2 separate regions of the Sus scrofa genome follow, and region 2 is linked to region 1. A link is a contact called in public HiChIP or PLAC-seq data. All regions are on one chromosome and are shown on one strand. Each heading gives the region's core, a stretch centred on a gene start, on an enhancer-like site or on the middle of the called end of the contact. The rest is flanking DNA. Distances are from core to core; before and after follow the strand shown. Region 1 has its middle 340 kb from the start of SPHKAP. Region 2 overlaps LOC106506390 (a long non-coding RNA gene).

Evidence for each region. HiChIP or PLAC-seq counts read pairs in DNA pulled down with a chosen protein or histone mark.
Region 2: an H3K27ac HiChIP or PLAC-seq map of skeletal muscle shows a contact between it and region 1, with 5 times the contacts expected there. The contact joins two enhancer-like sites. A contact is called at or near these places in 6 of 47 Hi-C or Micro-C datasets (alveolar macrophages, embryonic fibroblasts, liver and 3 more) and 1 of 2 datasets of contacts at active chromatin or transcription factors (skeletal muscle).

Annotation. Positions count from the first base shown.
Region 1 is chr15:129,800,285-129,803,430 of Sscrofa11.1, forward strand. No RefSeq gene overlaps it. Among named protein-coding and RNA genes, the nearest start is that of SPHKAP, 340 kb to the left of the region's middle. Within about 2 kb of position 1,592, at least 11 of the 83 cell types and tissues checked have an H3K27ac peak or open chromatin away from gene starts, as enhancers often do. A contact at or near this core is called in omental adipose tissue and skeletal muscle, where this site is marked.
Region 2 is chr15:129,973,343-129,976,488 of Sscrofa11.1, forward strand. LOC106506390 (a long non-coding RNA gene) reads right to left here. Exons shown (of 6, transcript XR_002339119.1): 2 at 64-885. Among named protein-coding and RNA genes, the nearest start is that of PID1, 240 kb to the right of the region's middle. Within about 2 kb of position 1,464, at least 23 of the 83 cell types and tissues checked have an H3K27ac peak or open chromatin away from gene starts, as enhancers often do. A contact at or near this core is called in omental adipose tissue and skeletal muscle, where this site is marked.

The DNA.
Region 1 (3,146 bases), core at 342-2,841:
CTCTATCCAATCCCTTGTGATGAAGCACGATGGAGGATAATGAGAAAAAGAATGTGTGTATGTGTGTGTGTGTGTGTGTGTGTGTGTGTGAGACTCAGTCACTTTGCTGTACAGTATAAAATTGGCAGAACACTGTAAACCAACTATAATGGAAAAATAAAAATCATTAAAAAATAAATTATCAAAATTAAAAAAATAACAAAGTCAATAAAACTATTGGGATTTTCTTTTCTACCACGATTTTTAAAAGACTTTGAGCCTTTGGTCGAGGTAGATGAAGAGTGTGATATGAAATACATACTACTTTCTGGATCGACCTTTGTTCTGACCATTTATTTATTTACTATATTTTTCATTTTGTAAAGTGTTTTTGATTTACAATGTCATGCCCTTTTCCGCTGTGCAACCAAGTGATTCAGTTATACATGTACACACATCCATTCTTTTTCAGATTATTTTCCCACGTAGAGTTCTCTGTGCCATACAGCAGGGCCCTGTTGGCCTGATGTTCCACATACCACAGCGTGCACATGCCAATCCCAACTCCCCAGTCCATCCCTCCCCTTTGGTAACCATAAGTTTTTCAAAGTCTGTGAGTCTGTTTCTGATCTGCAAACAAGTCCTTTTGTAGCCTTTTTTAGATTTCACAGAGAAGCTCTGACCTTTGAAAAAACAGCAATATTTAAAAGGACAAATTGTTCCCCACTGGTCCGCCATAGTAAACATAAGCCACTAGGGGGCAGTACAACGCAGAAAATCGTAGGCATTCGGCGTCAGGGCTCTGCCGCAAATATTGAGACGCACTTTGTTATATCGTGTTTAACGTAAATTAACCAACATAAACTACAGCAAACTGGCGAATTGGGAGCTGTTAATATCACTCTATGGCTGTTTTTAAAGACAGCATTTTAAACTTTATGGTGAAATTCATTGCAAGGAATAAAAATTCTGAAATGTGGGGCTTTCTCAGCATTTCAGGAATTTCACAAGGTTGTTGAAAAAGTGGAACAATCAAGTCCAATGTTTTTTTAAAAAATAAGTGCTAGGAGTTATTATTGTGGAAAAGACATATAGCAAGAGAAAAAAAGTCTTATTAATTTTGTTCCATTTTTAATTTACTTTTAAGGCTGGGCTAGGGAAGAATCTTTTGCCTCACTGTCAGGCACCGCACCTTGTGACCTGAGACATACCCGGTGATCCCAGGAGAAGGGGACGGCCTCAAGCAGTAAACGACACTTTCTGGATCCGTGGAATCATCCTCGCTGGGTTCATCTTCCTTCCCACAGATTCTGCGAGACTCCAGTTCAGACCCTAACCCCAGCCCCCACCTACATTTTCCCTCCATCGCCAGACCTGTTCCCAAGGGGACCCAGGACAAAGTGGTTGAGTTCGGTGTTCCTGGGAGGTTGTCCCTTCCCTTGAGTGGGAACGTGGGGCTGTTCCCTCCAGGAAATGAGACCCCAAAGACTCACTCGCGGGGCTTCTGACTGCTGGCCCCAGTGCAGGTGGAAACTCAGTCGCTGCCAAGACCGCCCCCCTGGGGCAGGGGTGGGGTGGGGAGAAGATCGTGGGGGAAGGGAACCCAAGGAGGTTCAGGGCAGTGCAGCTGCAGGAAGGTATTAGGGAAAACAGCGACATATCACGTGCACATGTCAATGAGTTGAGATTTCTGAGCAGACCTTTCTTGCAAAGCTCTTCTCCCTAGGCACAGCTACATTTCAGCTGCCACAGAATTTTCTATAAAAGCAGCAGATTGGTAGGTTTAGTTTTTGGGGTAACTGGGCTTAAAGAGGCACCTTGCAATTCTTGGTTTTTACATCTCACTTATCTTTTTATCTGGTATCTGACATAGAAAAGGCAATCAAAACAATACAGAACTTGGAGTTCCCACTGTTGTGCAGTGGGTTAAGAATCTGCTGCAGTGGCTTGGGTCACTGTGGAGGGGGGGTTCAATTCCCAGCCCTGTGCAGTGGGTTAAAGGATCCAGTGTTGCCACAGCTGCAGTTTGGATTCATTCCCTGGCCCAGGAACATCCATTTGCCACCAGTGCAGGCATAAAACAAACAACAATAACAACAAATAAACAAATAAAAAATAGGAACTAAAAGAATTAAAACCTAGTTTGTGTGTTGTGTGTGTATTGCCTCCGGATCATGCTGCTTGCATTAACCAATTTCTTGTATGCTGTCTCTAAGGCAGAACTTTAAAAAATATTGATGCCTAGGTCCTCTGTTCAGAAGTTTTGATGAATATAGCCTGTACACTGTTTTGTTTTTTGGGTTTTTTGTTTGTTTGTTTGTTTTTTAAGTTTCAGGAGATTCTAAATGCAGCCAAGACTGAGAGCTACTGTCTGTACAAATTCTTCCTTTGCACCAATTCTTTCTTCAGCTGTATCTGAACTACACTCTTACCTGTTCATTGAAATTTTAATTTAAATGCCTATGTTTTCTTCTAATTTCTAAGACATACATTTTAAAAAATTAATATTTTTTTGTCATGGTGCCATTTTCTTGTGTTCTCAATATCTTCTTTTATACCTCTAATAATTTAAAATCTATTTATTTTACAGTTTCTATTGGACAATCATTTTATCAGAAAATCTCAGAGTTCTACTCCGAATTTTTTGCATGGGCTGTCTCTCGCTTATGGTGACTTGTTTTATAGTTTTGCATGTTTTATAATTTTTATAATTTTATAATTTTAAAAATAATTTTATAATTTTGCCTGTTTTATAATTTTGGATAGTGAACCAAACTTAAGCAGAGCTCTATTTTGGTGGCATGGACCCAAGATAATTTTGCCTTGTCTTCTGCCAATGCCAAGCGGTATTTCCACAGGCCTAGGAATCCCATTTTATGTAAATTTCTGGTATTTTTTGTTTCTGGATCACATATATTTGCCCTCTTCTGTGACAAACCACCTCAATGGACATGTCAGGGTTTTAGAATTCTCAGGGGAGGATTTTCTTTTCCTTTTTCTTTTTTTGGCCACATCTGCAGCATGCAGAAGTTCCCAGGCAATGGATCAAACCCATGCCACAGATCAAACCCATGCCACAAGAGTTTTCATTGTGGCTTAGCAGTATCAAACCCAACTTGTATCCATGAGGATGTGGGTTCAATCCCTGGCCCCACTCAGTGGGGTAT
Region 2 (3,146 bases), core at 214-2,713, 170 kb after region 1:
TGTTGCCAAGGATTTCCCACTCTGAAATGAAAGATAAAACAGACACCTGCAGAATTCTCTTACAGTTTGTCCTTCATCCTGGTGAAGAGCCTGAATAGGGCAGCAGAAAAGGTTTCCAGGATGAGAGGGGGATAATATTCAGTGCTGGGAGGAACTCCTGTGGTGAATGCCAAGAAGATTGTTTTGTGCAAAGGGCAGTCACTCCCGTCCCCAGGGAATGGAAGGAAAACCAGCTCCTTGAACAAAAAAAGATTTTACTTTTCAGTGGATTTGGCCAGGCCACTTTCTTCCATTTTTTAACTGATTTTATGAGAGATCTGGTTGACCTAGGATGTTGACACAATATACGACACAGTTTGTGGTTCAGATTGGTATAGAAGTGACTGTTCAATGGTTCATGAGATCCAACCTCAGGATAAAATGCCCCTCTACCTAAAGTTCAGAGACAAGAGCCATCCGCTTTATTCCTACTGCTTCAACCTCTTTCAAACCCCATCACAGCTAGTGCATTTCTTGGTGTATTTCTGTCATCACATTCACCATCTAAGTACTATAATGCTTTCTTCTTCCTTGTCATCACTGGGTAAGTTTCTAGGCCCAAAAGCAGACAGAGAATGCACAACTGATATTAAAACAGAATATTACATTATACTACAAGCAGTGTGGAGGCAAATCCTGTTTGCCTCCACAACAAACGCTGTTGTTACACTGTAGTTTTTCCTGACTAAAGGTGTTGAAAAATGCGTCTCCAGGGAATGCTTTTCCATCACGTGTAGCCGCAGAGCTCCACCTCAAAAATATTATGGTGCTTGTGAACCTCACTTCCTGCCATCCACTTTCTATTTTCCAGTGCTTTCCTTTTCGGATATTTTTTTTTTTTCACACCTATTACAAAGCATAAAAACAGAAATAATCTGCTCTCACTCTGTTCAGAAGGGGAGATAAGGAAGAAAGGATACTAGCATAAAAAAAAATAAAAAGCTCTGCTTACGTACACCCTTTGACCGATTTATTCATTCAGTAAATATTTATGGAGGGCCTACTCTGCCAAGTGTGGTAACAAGTACCAGTTTACAGCGGAGAAAAAGAAAGACAAGATTCTCGCTTTGTGAAATATTCATTTGTCAGCGGAAAGAGAATGGACAATAAACAAATAAGTCCATGAAAATATCAGATTTTTTATTTTTGATTACAGAGTCTCCTAGACAATAATAAACACTGCGAAGAAAATAAGGCAGTGATGGGATGGGGGCATGGGGGAGAAGGAGGGAGAGGGACTTTCGATTCGGGTGATAAGTTCTCCCCGAGATGATGTTTAGCTAAGACGTGGACGTTAAGAAGGAGCCAAATGCTCGAGATCCAGGAACAGAGGGTTCCCAGTGGAAGGGACAGCGAATGCAAAGCTCTGAGGAAAGAGAGCTCTTGGCTAAGGTGTCTGGAGCAGAGCCAGCTAGGGAGGAAGCAGTGTGGGAAGAAATCTGAGAGGTGGCCAGGGGCCGAATTGCATAGCCCAAGGGAAGAATACGGCCATAACTTACCCTGTTTGTGAAAGGGTAAGAGCGCAGATATTCAGCAGGAAGAGGGAGTGCAGCCTAAAGGTGGGTAAAGATCAAACGACTTAGGGGGGGAAATGGGGTCATAGATACAGCTCTCACTTTGAATCTATCTCTAAAAATAGGACATGGCAGCCTTGAGCAGAGTCAGGTAGCAAATCTGTCACCTTCTTGCACATGTGGGTATCAGCCTCTCCTTGTACCAGTGTATTGGAAAGACAATATCCTGAAATACTGTTAGGAAATAATACGTTTTACTCGTTATACCCACAATGTGGCTATAAAGAGTAAAGATCCACGTGGTTATAATGTGTTATAAACCAGCAAAGATCCACAGGCGGGAAGCAAAGAGTGGAAGAGAAGGTTCAAAATGAAACAATTCCATTCAGACGGTAAGATAAGGAACTACTTAGTTGTCTCTTGAATGTTATAATAACATTTTCATAGTAAAAAAAAAAAAAATCGGGGTTTTTTTTTTTTTTTGGCTTTTAGGGTATAAAAGCATACATTTACAACTAAGAAGAAAAGTTTTCAGTACTTGAAAACCAGAAAGTTAATTTCGATTCTCATTCAAAGTATCTCATTTGGTCTAGGTATTATAGAGCACCATGAGATATAATGATGGTAATTTGAATTAATAGGTTATCACTTTACAGAAGTCTAAAAGATTTTAAGAGAGGGACAGGATTCAATGAGCATCCAGCTGTTCATCAGTTAATTGAGTTCTTTAAAATATACAGTAAGTGTTAGATACTGTTATAAAGATTCTCAGTATGAACCAATCACAGGGCAATACCACACAAGATGCCTGCTTTATGAATTTTGTGCTCAGCATGTTTTCCAACTGGCTTATATTCCTTAGGAGATAAGTTGTTCCCAAAATAATTAAGCACTTACATCTTTAATGTGTTTTTGCAATCTGGCCTAATGATGTGACAGAGGGAATGGCCAAAGTGTCATATGGCCTATGGATATGAAACTGTCCCAAGTGACCAGCTGTCCTTCTGTTAAGATGGCTCCACATTGATTATCAACTTGTGTGTTTACTGTATCAGTTTTCTGGAGCTCTGAATTGTTTTAGATATATTTTTAATGTTTCTATCAAGAATAGGAGTTCTTCCTAGGTGTAAATCTTTGAACAATGATTTCTTAGCTCTGATGTCAAAAGAAAAAGCAAGCAACAACAGGAAAAACAGATAACTTAAACCTCATCAAAATTAAACAGTTTTGTTATTCTGATACATCATTACCAATGGGAAAAGACAATCTTCATGCTAAGAGAAAATACTTACCCATTACGCATCTGGTAAGGTAAGGGACTTGTATGAAGAATGTATAAAGAAGTTTTACAGCTCAATAATGAAAGAAAATCCCATTTGAAAATGAGAAAAGAATCTCAATAGATATTTCTCTATAAATATAGCAATTGGCCAATAACCACATGAAAATATTCTCAACATTATTGACTATCAGGGAAACACAAATCAAAACCACAATAAGATACTCACTGCTAGGCTGGCTACAGTCAAGAAGACAGAAAACAACAAGAGTCATCAAGGAGTTCCCGTCGTGGCGCAGTGGTTAACGAATCCG